Regions from separate parts of the Mus musculus genome. Here region 2 is linked to region 1. Evidence: chromatin contacts called from public Hi-C data. All regions are on one chromosome and are shown on one strand. Each heading gives the region's core, a stretch centred on a gene start, on an enhancer-like site or on the middle of the called end of the contact. The rest is flanking DNA. Distances are from core to core; before and after follow the strand shown.

The links. Hi-C and Micro-C count contacts between places; a contact is called where the count stands out from the background.
Region 2: a Hi-C map of uterus shows a contact between it and region 1, with 5 times the contacts expected there. The contact joins two enhancer-like sites. A contact is called at or near these places in 5 of 39 promoter capture datasets (the C10 cell line, embryonic stem cells, hippocampal neurons and 2 more), 2 of 484 Hi-C or Micro-C datasets (bone marrow-derived macrophages and uterus), 3 of 115 datasets of contacts at active chromatin or transcription factors (embryonic fibroblasts, embryonic stem cells and stem cell-derived neural progenitor cells) and 1 of 9 other capture datasets (liver).

What each region holds. Positions count from the first base shown.
Region 1 is chr17:86,569,718-86,577,264 of GRCm38.p6, reverse strand. The region is part of intron 11 of Prkce (protein kinase C, epsilon); the gene reads right to left. Among named protein-coding and RNA genes, the nearest start is that of Gm52297, 96 kb to the left of the region's middle. Within about 2 kb of position 3,529, at least 27 of the 459 cell types and tissues checked have an H3K27ac peak or open chromatin away from gene starts, as enhancers often do. A contact at or near this core is called in liver and uterus, where this site is marked.
Region 2 is chr17:86,902,027-86,909,165 of GRCm38.p6, reverse strand. No RefSeq gene overlaps it. Among named protein-coding and RNA genes, the nearest start is that of Tmem247, 12 kb to the left of the region's middle. Within about 2 kb of position 3,730, at least 151 of the 459 cell types and tissues checked have an H3K27ac peak or open chromatin away from gene starts, as enhancers often do. A contact at or near this core is called in liver and uterus, where this site is marked.

The DNA.
Region 1 (7,547 bases), core at 2,280-4,779:
GGAGGCCTTCCTCATCCTCATTGCCCTTTTATGAGACAAGATGTCTCACTGACCTGACACAAAACAAGAGGCTGGACTGGCCAGCTAAGGACCTAGGGATCCTGCTTGTCTCTGCCTCTTCAGCGATAGCATTACAAGTACATGCTCCCAGCAATTTGTCTTCTCTCTCTCCCTCTCCCCCTCCCCCTCTCCCTCTCTCCCTCCCCCTCCTCTCCCCTCTCCCTTCCCTCCCCTCCTCCTCTCTTCTCTCTCTCTCTCTTCTCTCTCCTCTCCCCCCTTCCCCCTTTCCTCTCTCCCTCTCTCCCTCTCTCTCTCCTTGGGTTCTGGGGACCAGGCACTCTACTGACTGAACTTCTCCAGCCAAAGCAAAAGAAAACAACTAAACAAAATCTGCTGTGATGGTGGAGTGGCAGGATTAGAAGGTGTGGCCCTGCTGGAGTAGGTGTGTCACTGTGGGTAAGGGTGGTTATAAGACCCTCATCCTAGCTGCCTAAAAGCCAGTATTCTGGTAGCAGCCTTCAGATGAAGATGTAGAACTCTTACCTCCTCCTGCACCATGCCTGCCTGAATGCTGCCATGTTCCCGCCTTCATGATAATAGACTGAACCTCTGAACCTGTAAGCCAGCCCCAATGAAATGTTATAAGCGTTGCCTTGGCCATGGTCTGTTCATAGCAGTAAAACCCTAACTAAGACAACCCCACAAGTTACTCTTAAAATAAAAGCTGTTCTAAACGTACAGAACATTCAACGGCCTTGAAAATAAAGTCCAGAGCTTCAAGGTGACAGTATCGGAAAGTGATGTCTGTCTTCTGGGAGAAATTTCTGTCCATTGGCCAGAGAGAAAATGTACTCAAGTAGCATACAGTAAATTACGGATGATGGCCCTCGGATGCGTCAGGGAACTTCATCAGCAACGTTTGCAGGCTGTTAGGATATAATTGCTCTGTGGTGGTTGACCCTAAGCAGAGAAGAGATGAGTTCACATGACTGCTTCTCCATTGGGTCCTGTGGCTGGCATGAAACAGTTCACCAGAGCATATCACAAACTTTTCAGGAATTTAGTGAGTTGGTTGTTAAAATGCTGGTAGTTAGAAACTGGCCCCAGGGAGAACATTTACATCACAGAAATGAGAAAATGCTGCAAATCTGGTTGGTTTTGTTGGGAGCTAGTTCTATCAGCACACAGGATCAAACCCCCGGAGTCCCGGCTCACACTTCTGCCTTTGTCTCTAAGGGGCAGAGAGGCCTTGGATAAACCTGAGTTTCAATTTATTCCTCGAGAAAAATGATAAGGGGATATCTACCTTTCAAAGGTTCTTCTATCTCTCAAATTCCAGGAAACAGCAAGCTATCATTTAATTTCTATGTACAGTTTACCCCAAGAGGATGCTCTGATCTTCATTCCAAAGTCCCTCCACTTAGAGCCCCTTGCTTCCCAGGGCTGACCTCATGCCTCCCCAAGCTGCCCCTTGTGCTTTGAGGTCCAGCATATATTGGCTCTTCAGGCCCAAGGGTCTGCTTGGGGCCCTCCCCTCCCCATTATCAACCCTGTCCTCCTTCCTACCTCCTACCTCCCCCATTCTTTTACTCTGGCCACCTCCTGCCTACCTATCAGGCCTCTCTGGGAGAGGCTACTTCTTCCTCAAAGCCTTCCCTGACCTGCTCTAGGCCAGCCCAGGGCCCTCCCTGGGTTTCTCTGGTCGTGCCATGTATTTCCCCTATCATAACTCTTATCAGCTTTTATTGTTATGGCTTGCTTCATTGTCTGCTGTTCCTACCCAAGTGTCAAAGAGGGCAGAGACTGGATGCCTCCTGTCCTATGAGAGCATCCTGAAGCACACCTGGCACATCAACGTGTCTTGACAAACATTGTTAACCTGCTGTCCGGACAACACAGGCATTTTCTTGGTGGCTTCTCCACAGCCTTCTCCTTCAAGAGATGGCAGATGAGCATATTCCCGGTAAAGGGGCAACTGCCAGCCCTGTTTCCAAGAGGGAGGGAGGTGTCTGTGAAGATCTCAGTCCTTTTCCCAGAATGCATCTCTGTCCTTGGCTAGATGTCCCTACACACAAGCCAGCTGTATTCCCCTCAAGGTAGTGTGCTCACTTACCATAGGAGTAAATACTTAAGTTGGCTACAACAGAGCCTGGGCAAACTATTCATTGTGTTAATAAGGGAGCATGGTGAACAAATTGGAGGGTGTGTGTGGGCAGGAGGGGACCCAACACTAGTGTCACCTGCCAACGAAGTTTCCTATTCTAAGGAGCCATAGGAATCATGGGCATTGGCTCTAAACCCTCCCAAGAGGAACCACTACTTGCCAGGACTTCACAAGGATAATGAAGTGAAGTTTGCCATCAACCTTGCAAGTTTGGGTTATGTTCAAGACAGTCTCAGACCAGACAGTCTGAGAATTGCAAGGCTAGTTCATCCTGTGTGGTCACCGTATGTATGGGTTCGGGAAACTGAGGCCGTGCAAAGGATAATTTTATTACTTCTATAGTATTAATAATTTCCCCAAGGTCGCCTAGCTGAGGTTGAGCTTTAGTAGAGCTCTGGTCTGGAATCTGCCCTGGTGCTCTCTGCCCAGCAGCAATTCATCAAGTACACACAGTAAGGGACAGAAGGAGATCCAAGTCGGGGCAGTGCACTGCAAGCAAAGCCCAGGCTGGTCCATGAGGAAGCCACAAACATTCTATCCTCGTGGCCACCTGTGTCCAGGGAACTCCTCCCGGCCACCTGTGTCCAGGGAACTCCTCCCGCCAACCTCACATCTTCTCGGGGTAGGCCTTTTTGCTTTGTTTTGTTTTTGTAAACTAAATATATGCATTAAGAGACTGTGGTCCACTAGGGGAAGCCATCAATTTATGACAATTCAGAGAATACCTACGGGATCGTTCAACCAAGAAATAGACACCGTTCGTAGGGAGTACTGCTCTAGCGGCAGATGCAATGTGAAAGGAGGAAGGAGTGGCCGCATTTTCTAGAGAAGGTCGGGGCAAATGAGTTAACATTAGAGGATGAGAAGGAGCGAGCTAGACAAACAAAAGCCACCACAGTCTAGGAAAAGTTCTGATGTTCTTAAACAGAAGCTCTGAGGAAACAGGCTGTGTGGGGACTATTACTGTTCAGGATGGAGTAAGCGTACGTCACACCTGGACGTGTCAGAGGTCAGTCCAAAGACCACACTCGTTAAGCTCAAGAGATGACTCAGAGAGAAGGTCACTAGAGGAAGCAGCTAGGAAGATATATGGGGACCATCTTGTGAGACGGCAAGGTCTGTGTGCAAGTGCCAGTGACAAAACTTGCCGGAGACGAAGCCAACAAGCGCCCAAGGTTGTGGGTGTTACTGTGTAAGAGGCCCGAGAACCTCCAGATGTTATCTTGAGACAGCACAGTCCTTCTGTGCGTCTCGGCAACCAAATGTTCCAGTTTCTTGCTTTATAAAGAACATGGGCGGAGACAGTATAAGAGACTCGGAGCCAACGGGTGAACAGAGGGCACAGCCTTAGTCGATTAGCCTGTTAGCACACAATCATAAAAAGAAGCAGAGCCAACTAAGTGTGGCCCCTAAGGTCTCTGCTTGATGGCTATACTCTTCCCTTCTCCACCCCTCCTGTGACCCAAGTCACCTCAAAACAAACACAGCCAATGGGGAGGGCCACTGAGCCAGCCTCAGACTTTCACACAAAAACTTACCTATCATGGCAAAGCTGCCGATTGTTTGATGAAACAATTCCCATTTTTAGGAGCTCAGCCATTAGCCCAGGGCGTTAAAGAAACAAAGTCCTATGACTCAGGCTTGGAGAATCCAGTCTCTGCTTGAATCCACTGCCGTGATACTCCTTCCAAGATACCTGCTTCTGTAGAGCACTGCGTCCTCATAAAGAAATATCCAGATATTCAATTCCTCTTCACAGAAAAGGCCTGACACCTCAGCATCTCACAGATGATGCCTTTGTTTGGAAGGTTCTTAACCGGATGAGATGCCTTTTTTTTTTTTTAATCAGTCTGCCAACTGGCAGTCCACTTCTCCACTTCTACAGAGAATTCTACTAACTGGACACTTAGCCACTCATGTGAGTGTGTGCTCTGTACCCGGCAGGACCATAACATTTCCCATGTATGAACTCACGTGATCCTCACAGTATCTCTGTGGGGGAGTTATCACCCTGATTCCACAGACCGAGAACCCATGGTTAAAGATTTCGCGTGTGCAGTGTGAGCTGTTTGTTTATTTGTTTTGTTTTGAACTCTGACACAGGGCCCTCTCTGTTCTGTGTTATGTACCAGATCTCGAATAAATGTAGGTGATCACAGAGTCTCTGACTATTTTGTCTCTGAACGCATATTCCTAGCTCAAACTTCATCAGGAATTTCTCTCTGGCTCTAAACTTCCTGTTTGTTCTGAATCTCCGATGTCAACAAAATTCATGATCCTACTTTTGATCTGGCCAGCAGTATCGGGGCTTTCTCAGAGGAATGTAAACACAGCGTTGGTCCCAGCCACTGGTCTGTACTCCCCACCCCCTGACCCGCTCCTCCTCCTCATGTCACAGTGACTCTGTCCCATGCTACAACCAGCAGAAAACACGGATGGAAATCAGTTCGGGGCAAAAAAAAAAAAGAAAAAGAAAAGAAAGAAAGAAAGAAAGAAAGAAAGAAAGAAAGAAAGAAAGAAAGGAAGGAAGGAAGAAAAAAGAAAAAAAAAGAAAAGCCTCATCCTAAAATAAGTCTGGACCCCTAAAAACAGCTACACCTCAAGATTATGGGATAATATTTAGCATGGGACACATTATTCAGTTGTCAGCACGGTAGGGGGACAGATGAGTGTCTTGACTGAGGGGCTCAGGCATGATGTGTAGTTGTGGCAAAGATCACCCAACAGGAAAACCGAGCTGCCAATGCGGCCTCTGAAGCTTTCCTGGTTAGCAGATGTTTCGGGCTGTTGCAACTCACTGACCAGGGATCAGCATAGCCAGCTTCCATACATATCCACGAGTCCTGCATCTGTGGAATTACTCAACCTCAAAGGCAAAATATGTTTTAAAAATTGCATCTGTTCCAGACATATACTTTTATTCTTGCCATTCCCTAAGCGGTACAACAGGACAACTGTTTACAAATCCTGGCACTGTTTTGGGTAGTGTAAGGAATCGAGAGATGACAGTTTACAGAGTAGATAGGTAAGTTATTTATTTTGCATAAGATGCTTGGATATCTCTGGATTTTAGTATCTGCAGTGATCCTGGAGGTCTGTCACTATAGATACTAAGTAATAACTATTTTTCCTGCCTTGTGCTTCTAACGAAGTAGTTCTCAATTTGTGGGTCCTAATGCCTTTGGGAGTCGAGTGACCCTTTCACAGGGGTCACATATAAGACATCCTGCATATCCGATATTTACATTATAGTAAATTAACAGTAGCAAAATTACAGTTATGAAGTAGCAAAAAAAATAAGTTTATGGTTGTGAGTCACTACAAGGTGAGGAACTGTATTAAAGGGTCACAGCATTAGGAAGGTTGAGAACCACTGGGCTAACAGGAATGTATTATAAAATTATAATTTAATAAAGCTCCTTTCTCTGGAATACTGTCTGGTGCTGAGTTAGAGGCTCTGCTTGGTTGGACCCTTAACTTGCACAACAGAATCCACACATCTATCATCCATTGACCCAAACAGGGGCTTATATCATTGCCTTTACCACAGATGGTTCATTGGCTGAGCCCCAACCCCACCTCTAGAGGCACACTTCTGTAAACTAGCCTATTAACCCACCCAAGCCAACCCCACAGGTCTTGCCACCATATGCAAAACACCCGCCGTTAGCACCATCTGACATCTGAGACAAGGATAACACGTGTGGTCATTTAGATGCTTGGACCCAGGTCCTTGGCATTGGTTTGTGAGAGCTGCCACCAATTGAATCACTTAAATGACAGAAATTGACTTCTCTCAGTTGTGACAATTAAATGATCAAGGTCAAGATGCCAGCAGATTGGTTTGTTCTGAGGACGTTCCCCCTGGCCTGAAGAGGACCATCTTCTCAAGGTCCTTTACTGTGCTTTCTTGGTCCTACCTTTCATTTCTTCTAAGGATAACAGTTGTCTTGCATTGGCGCCCACCCAGACCTAACTGTGGTTACCTCTTTTAAAAGATTCCATTTTCAAATAGAGTCATATTCTGACGTGTTGGTGATTAAAGTTTCAGTATTGAATTTGGATGGGCGGAGGGCTTGTCCTATAAATTCTCTGACTCCCAAACTCAATGTTTTCCATCCATCCAGGCAGGATCCACAGACCCTTCCAGGTGCCGGGGACCGCACATAGCACTTCTGCGGATGTTTTTATCATGTAATTTTCAAAACAGTCCTAAGAGGTTTATGTTCTAATTCCCATGGCATGGTGAAAAAAAAAAGAAGCCATTTCAAACAGTCTGATTATTCTGGCTAGAGAGACACAACAAAGAAGAGGCTGACCCAGCCTGCAGGCCCAGTTCTTTGACCCCAAACTCAGTGTCGCCTCCAAAATAAAACTCTGCTTCCCATGTGAAACTGAGACGGGCAGTGGCAGGGACAGGGCGACCTGACAGTGCCACTGGAGGTGATGGGCTCTGGTAAGACCACTATCTTAGGAAACATCATAAATATTGTGATGAGTAACCATAGCAACCTCAGCGTGTCCATGGTGATGGTGTGGTTATTGTTGTTGTAGTTAAAGACCTCTGGATAAAGACGGTAGGTAGAATAACTATTACTAGTTTTCTCTCTTTTCCAAAACTGTACACAAAAAACAAGAGAAGAGGCAACAGCCATATAATTCTGGAAGTGCGAAACACATGGATATGTGGGAATGGATCTATCTGTCCAACAGAGCTGAGTCCTGAACCAGCCATGAGTGAAATTGAGAAAAATTAAATTTATCCTATAAAATTTCACCCCTCCTCCAGAGTTTAGGAAATTATAGTAAGTTGTTTTTAGAGATGGAGATGTAGAGACTACAAGCATTTGTTGAGATGCAGTTATAAACCCAGGTGGCCAGGAAGCTCTTGCACCATCCCCTCATCTGCACCAGAGACTTATTTTCTGGGGAAAGGAAGCAGATGCTGCCAGGCCTGGAGGGTGGGTACCATGAGTGAAGATGAGAGCAGTAGACAGATACTTGAGGATGGTCCTCCAGCCCCCTCCTGTCATTTGGCTCTGATAGCGCTAGAGGTATCTCTCAGTTCCAAAGCCATTTGAGCAGCCATAATGAAGTATGAATTGTATAGTCACATTTCCCTGCGGGGACAAGAGTCTTCTCTGGACAATAGAATCACTCTAGGAGGGAAGGTCTAAAGATTATCCATAGCCTTTTCCCAACCAAGCAGTCATCCAGACTGGCCAACCGTGAACCCAACTTGAATAGCCCCAACCCAAAAGTTAATCCTAGAGAAAGATAATGCAAGGGAAGGAATCCTTTACAATGTCACTGTGCCTTCCAGAACAACAGGGTTTGATTTTTCCCAACTGAAAAGATCTATCAGTGTCTTGCACAACCAATG
Region 2 (7,139 bases), core at 2,481-4,980, 330 kb before region 1:
AGTGCTGCAGGTAGCTTAGAGGGCCCTGGATGGATCAGCATCTCCAGAAGCTAACCAGACAGAAAGATGGAATGGTAAGGCGCTGTCATCCCATGCCTGTTTGGATTTTTCTAAGACCCCCTGGAACCTGAGTTTGGCAATAGTGAAAGCGCTCAGCCTGTGTTTCTTCTCCGCAAGCTCTGGCCCTGTCCTGTCCTTTAGATTGCCCAACTCACATCCAGCTCTGACGTCCTTGCTAGGAAATCCAAGGTGCTGGCTAGAGTTGTAACCCAGAAGGAGATCCAGTGTTAACTGAAACACACAGACACAGAACCGGCCGATAACAACGCGGGCACAACACTCACCATGTATATTTGTCTTTACACTGAACTGAGGCTTCCTGAGCCAAACGCTGGCATTTAGCTGTAGAGGTAGAGTTGGAAGGGGGTGGGTGGGGAGATGATGCTTGGGGTTAGAGGACGCCTTCCCAGATGGATGCTTGTGTCCCAAGACAATTGTCCACCAGCTTAAACGACAAGCCCCAGACAGCTCTGAACGGAGTGTCCTCGGGCTGGTTTTACATGCCTTTGCTTGCTGGAGGGATCAAGCGGCTTGTGTTAGCCAAGCATGGCAGGGCAAGCCTAGAATTCCACTGCTTGAAAGGGGCGGGCAAAGGCTGATCTGTCCAGTGACTTTGGTTGGAACCAGCCTGGCTACTCAAGAGCCTGTCTCAAACAGATACACAAAGGCTCACATTTCCAAGAGGGGCATGAGTGCAGGGGTTGACCTGTGTCGACAGGAGTTTAACCTTGGCTTTGCTTTCAGATAGCAACCCTGAGGTACCTTTTCCCAGGGGGATCGTCTCAGGAGGCCAATCTGAGGTCTGCAGCCTGAAGCTCAAGTGTCTCTGATCGTACGAGTTTTAGGAGTTCCCTCCACTGTGCTACATAATGCTGGATACTTGCTGTGGTGGATTTGGTTTAATGCTTGTATTATGTTAAATGGGTTCCCAAAATTGCAGGAGGACCTGCATCTAAAACCCTGAGGATTCCTGCCCTCGTTTGGTTTTCATTGGTGAATAAAATGGCCAGCGGCCAATGGCTGGGCAGGGAGACAGACATGGGACTTTAGGATTTGAGGGCAAAGGGACAGAGAGGGGACTGAGAACCGCTGTGTCGGGAAAGGAGAGAGACCAGGCCCGAGGCTGCAGGAGGGAGAGCACAGCAATCATGGAAGAGCCGGCAAGAGCGGCCCCAGCCCCTGCCCCCATTGCAAAGATTGGAATATAGATTTTAGTAAGTGGCCAACTGTCTCCACTTACTTGCTTGGGATTAGAGGACAGCCCAGGCGTATTGGAGGGGAGAGTGTCAGCCACATGGAAGTTTGGAAATGTCCCAGCCATTTGAGTGGGATTAATCGCCTACCACGACAACTTACAATTCACATTCACATAAGGTGGGGCTAAGAGTCTTGAAGTAAATGAAATGGGAGCACGTTGGCTTCCGCAGATGATCTAGATTCATCCTCCCGCATGTGCTCTCCGTCCCCTGCTCCCGGGGAGCTGCGGCTGAGCACTGTGCACTGACTCTGGGACCAGTCCGGAGCTCACAAGGAGCCTGCTTTTCCCACATTGGATTCGTGAGAGTGAGGGTAAAAAGAATCTGCAGAGACTACCTACCGTACATCCCTGACCTTGGCGCATGCTCCTTGAAGCTCTGAGTATCGTCCTCACTGCTTACTCGCACATGTCTGTTTTGGTGACTCCAGGTCACAGTCCCAGCAGGAGGTGGACCAACTCTATTCAGTTCTAGATAGGCAATGTTCTCAGTCTGTCCCAGGTGGTTTGAAAATGACCTGGAGGAGTTGTAAGTTCTCTGGGCATAGCAGCTGGGACCTTGGCATTGTGCCCTGGTGTCAGTCATGTATCAGAACATGCATGTGACCATATTTTATCCCCTCTGAAGAGCTGCTGTGGTCATCCCTGCCTGTATGAGAAACTGTGGATCAGGATACCTAACTGATTTCACATGCACACAGCTGTCACCTGGCAGGGTGGAGATTTGAAACCAAAGCTGGTTTGCTGTAAGTCTGATTTTTTTTCTTCCTTTCACCCTGTGTTCTGTTTCACACATGTAGATCTAGTCAGGTCTGCAGAATTATCTTGATAAAAAAAGCCATAACCCCCCTCTCTCCTTTTTCCTCCTGCCTCCTTATTCTATTTTATTTTGAGACAGATTCTCATATAGACCAGGGTGGCCTTGAACTTGTTATGTAGCCAAGGCCAACCTTGAACTCCAGACTCTCCTGGCTCCACTACCCTGCTGCCAGGATTCTAAGCCTCCTAGTGGCCACCTTCCTAACTGCGTCGCTGGATCTATGGCTGTGAAGGAGCAGTGTTTTGATTCCACAAGGTGTTCCTTAAGCATGTTTATCCTTTCTTTCCCCCACTGTCAGTCGGTGCCAGCTTTGCCACCTCCTCTGCATGGTTCCCATTGCTCTGAGCTCCAGCTCTTTGAGGACTCCGAGCAGGCAGCATCTCACTCGAATGTACGGACATCTTCCATGTTTGACCCTAGACTTCAGGCTTTCTGGTTTAGAGACTATGTGATGTGTGCCCATCACAAATCACATCGTGTACAACACGACAGGCCACTTACACATTAAGGTGTAAGGTGAGGTACCCCGGACGTGATTTCTCAAAAGAAGTGTTTAGCACGTCTTTGCCATAACAAATGAGGCTCATTGTTGCGCTCTTGGCATTCAGGAGTAGTTCATTTTGGTCCTCTCCAAACTGCTTTGGGTTTGCGCTAAGAAGCCCTGGCCCGGCTCTACCTCGGTAGCAATACTGCTTTTGTCCAGAAGATGGCGAGCAAAGCCAACAGGAAGGAACAAAGTTTATTAGCGCCTGGCGTGAGAGAGCAGTTAGCTCTTCTCATAAAAGAGACAGGGATGGAAAAACGATTTGCCAAGGTTTATAAAAATGCACTGAGGATAAGGACTGGCCTCGAAGGCAGGGTTTCTGGCTGACCTCTATGAAAGTCAGTAGTTTAGAAAGGGCAGCTGAAGTAGAAAGATCACAGCAGCTTGTGACTGGGTCGTTCTTCAAGAGCCTGCTTTAATACCTTCAGCAACTTCTCTCTAAAGCAGAAACAGCCGGGGAGTATGAGCAGGCCAGGGCACCATCCTCCTCTGAGACGCTCACTGGCTTTGGAAATCAGTCCTAATTTCGTGCTCCTTGGTTAACTCTCTAGTCTACCGGAAGCTTCCAGGGGCTTCATGGTCATGTTTGCACGGGTCTTTAAACTGAACAGAGGTTGGGAAAGACATACTGATTTGAGCTGACTAGAAAGAGGTAATAGATCGATGGGGGAGGTTCCAGTCGGGTGGGAATTTGCCAAATAGCATTTTTTAAAAAGAAGCTGAGGAGGCCAGCCAAAGCTCTAGCTTCAAAGTCAGAGTAATACAAAGTAAGGTCAGCCAGGGCAAGGGTGTGACCCTGGGAAGGGGTAAAATACCTCCCCGAGTTTTACAGAGACAGATTTCTAAAACTATAGCCACCTCCCCCCAGCCCCCATTTTCTTGTGACCTAAATCCTCCCCTGAAGCGGAGCTGGGCTCTAGGCCAGGGTGTCAGTCACGGACAAAGGCGTCCTGTTTCGAAGGTCTGGCCACTGTGTTTGCCTGTAGGGGCCAACAAACGCTGTAGGCCTCCCCCAGCCGATAACATAGAAATCCGCAGAGTTCCTCCCAGGACACTCGCAACACTGCCCCCTCAGGTTTCTCCAGCACGGTGACAGAGCTGTGTCCATAAGGCCGCTTGATTCTGGTTGATTGTATGGTGGCTGCTAGGTTGTTCTTCCTCCAGCTGACTCCATTCTGGCTCTGTTTGTTTTTCCTAGCTGACTGGAAAGCCTTTTTCTCAGGGTTTTTTTGGACCAAGAGTGAATGACATCCCAATGTGGCCTGTCCTCTTTCTCTCTCTCTGCCTATTTTATCCTCTTGCTTCCCAGAACTTTGGTACATCTCTGCCTTTGTCATTGAAGCTGAAGTGGCAGAGGACATTGCCGGGCTGGGGACCCATTGCTGAGCACAAGAGGGAAGATGGACCGTTCAGCTTAGTAGGAAGTTTCTGCTCCTGTGGAATAGAGATGCTGACATCTGCCCGTGATCTGGTCACAGAGAATGCAGAGACAGCACAAATGGCAAATGGGTGTACATTGAGGGAAGGGTGTACATTGAGGGAAGGGTGAGAGAATGGGGTGAATGAGTGTATGTCAGGTGGGAAGAGGGGGGACAGAGGCACAATGACGGGCGTCTGTGAGACATCTCCAGGTGTCAGGAGGCGCAGCCTTCCGCTTACACGAGAGCTGCATGTGTACATTTGGGCGAGCACTGTGAGGAGCGGTATCAGGAGCCGCTGTGAGAGTGGTGACAGAGCTCCGGCCATTGCCCTTGAGGGAGCAACTACTTGGCTGTGTGGAAATAAGCATTAGGAGAATTAATGTGGCTTAAAGTAGAGAGGAATGGAAAAATCCAGGGGGAAGGGAACCGTGAGTTCTGGGCTACAGTGGATGATAGGGAGACTAAGAAGGTACCAGGGGACAGATGTCAACCACATCCTGCAGGAAAAAAAAAATGACACAGGGCCCTGAGAGATGAGGAGGACTATGGATTGAGGAAGACATAGAGGGTCATGCCTGTGTGTGGGTGTTGTCTAGGAAGTCACAGCCTGCTGTGGCCAGAAGGCTCGGCTCTTAGGTGACCACAGAGGGACCTTATTCATGTGGTTACTGGTGTAAGGAGGGAAGTGGAGCCCATAGGCAGATGCGACCTTCTGTGGCTTCCTCTCACACTCTGGGCTCTTGTTCCTTCAGTAGTTACCCCTTAGCCTGACTGCACCCTTGGCTCAGCCTCAGTTGCCAACCTGCTTAGCTCTGATCACAGCCTGGGACACAGCTCTCTTGGCTACACTTCGAGGAAGGCAGGTGTTCTGTCCCTCAGTGCCAGGGCTCAGCTGTTTTGAAGGTGGGAAGGGAATGTGGCCCTGTTTGGAAGGCTCTGTTTAGGAAGTGAGACCAGGAGCTTTGTCAGAGAAGGGGAGATGGGTGGGGTGGGGTGGGGGAGAATTTTCTGGAAGTTTCTTCTAGTCTGGGCTCTTTGAGGCAGCTGCTTATATGATGGATGGCGACATTTATTTACTGCAGTTTTCTAGGGGTCACAGATCCCAAACAGATGTCCAATGCCCTGCAGGGAACACTGGTGGCATTGTGAGGGGGACATTTTTATTCTAAGTGAGTCACAGAGGCAGGGGAAGACAATGAGTCAACTGGGAACTGGCAGGAGATAGGTGTAAGGGCCATGGAGGAGTCGGGGGCGGGGTAAAATCAGCCCAGCCTGGCGCTCACTAGGACTTCCTCTCTGCCGCTCTCGTTTGTCAGCTGTGTGGTGAGGTCTCTGCACTGCAGCTTCTCCAAGCTCCTTTAGTGTGGTGTTGGCCGTCCACCTTCTATTTATGCTGGGTCCTCAGCCTGGTGTGGAGTTCAGGCATCAGATCGGGGAGGGGCCATAAAGACTGTCCTCTCAGGACAGGGCAGTCCCAGAGCTGACAAATTTGAATGTGTGAATAGGATTCTGGACTTCTAGTCTAGCCTCGAGTTCTTTTCTAGCTCTTATCAAGTTAAGAAAAGGCTTTGAAAAGAGTATCCAAGGCAAACATTTCAAATATTATAAAAAGCAATGGAATCCTTCTCTTAAAGGATATTTTATATGGAACGGAGAGAAGGCAGATAAAACACATCTGTCTGGGTAGCAGGTTTAGAGTATACGCAGCAGACTTGATGCCTGCCCGACTCCCAGGCTCCTCCACAGAGCCTCTGAGCAGGGTAGTCCACACCCAAGGGCCAGATGAGCTAAAGGCAGGCGTAGAGACTCTAGATTCCACGTTCCTATGGAAAGTCCTCTAGAAGCGAGAGCCAGGGAAGTCTCCCGTGTCTGCTACAAGACTGGTTGAAGACAGCAAACATGTGTCCATCAAACATCACAGCATGGCCACTATGGAAGGACCCTCTCTGCACCACCAGACATTTCTTTCAGCACTTAATATTAGCAAAAGCTCACACTGTTGTTTCTCAACTCTTTGTTCTAGAACGTCAAGGCTAGACTTTCCTCTCTGCTTTTCCAGATTGAGTTGCTGATCACAGACTGGCACTTCCCTCGCAGGTCAAGGTTCCTCTGCGTGTCTCCCTGCCCCTAGGATGCTGGACTGAAGGTGAAGTCTGAAGGCGGATAGACGGGAAGCCCTCTACGTGCTGGCTCTTTCAGGAGTACTCGCATTTCTGGGTGTGGATGTCTCTAGAACAGGGACCCAGTGCCAGCCCTTGTTCTATGAGTATCATGGCATAACAGTGGTTCTTGGTGTCCCTTTGATTCTGGGGCTGCACATTTGACAACATTCACTGTCATTTCCATTACAGCCAGGATGGCAGGTTTGTTTGGATCTGATGGTCATTTCTGATGGCCCAGCCTACCACACCCATCGCTAATCTGTAAATACCTAACTCTACAGGACAATGTAAAGGCCACAAGCACTCGTGTTCCTGACCCAGGTCAGCTTCCTCAGGAAGTAGGATGCTTGGATTGTCCTTCCGTTCCTTACGGAAGAGACTTCGGTTTCAGAACTTCGGTCCCCATGCCCATGACAGTGATAACCTCACTCCCCCATCACTATTGGGGCTCTTGAGCATCTGCATGGCTCCTGCCCCTCTCAATGACTAACGTCTATTTCAGGATTTGGAATCCATCCTCCCCGTATTACAGTCTCCTCACAGTTGCCATGGGGAGCAATAGCAGAAGTTCCCTGCCATGACAAAGTCATGGCTGCAGTCGAGGCATGTGGAAATGAGACAAGGTCCCGGGTGGGGTGCTTCACGTGCGAGGAAGGACAGAGCACCTCAGCTTTGCAGTAGGAGATGTGTCTAGGCAGACGGGCAGTAGCAACCTTTAACAGCATGGCCCTTCAAGAAGACTGCATAGACTCGAGACTGCTGATGTGGAATATGGAAGGGTGGCAGCTAGGGCTGAGACAACTTCATAGGGTCTCTACAAAGGGCCTGGCACTGCTGCTCAAGGGAAGTTACACACACATACACACACACACACACA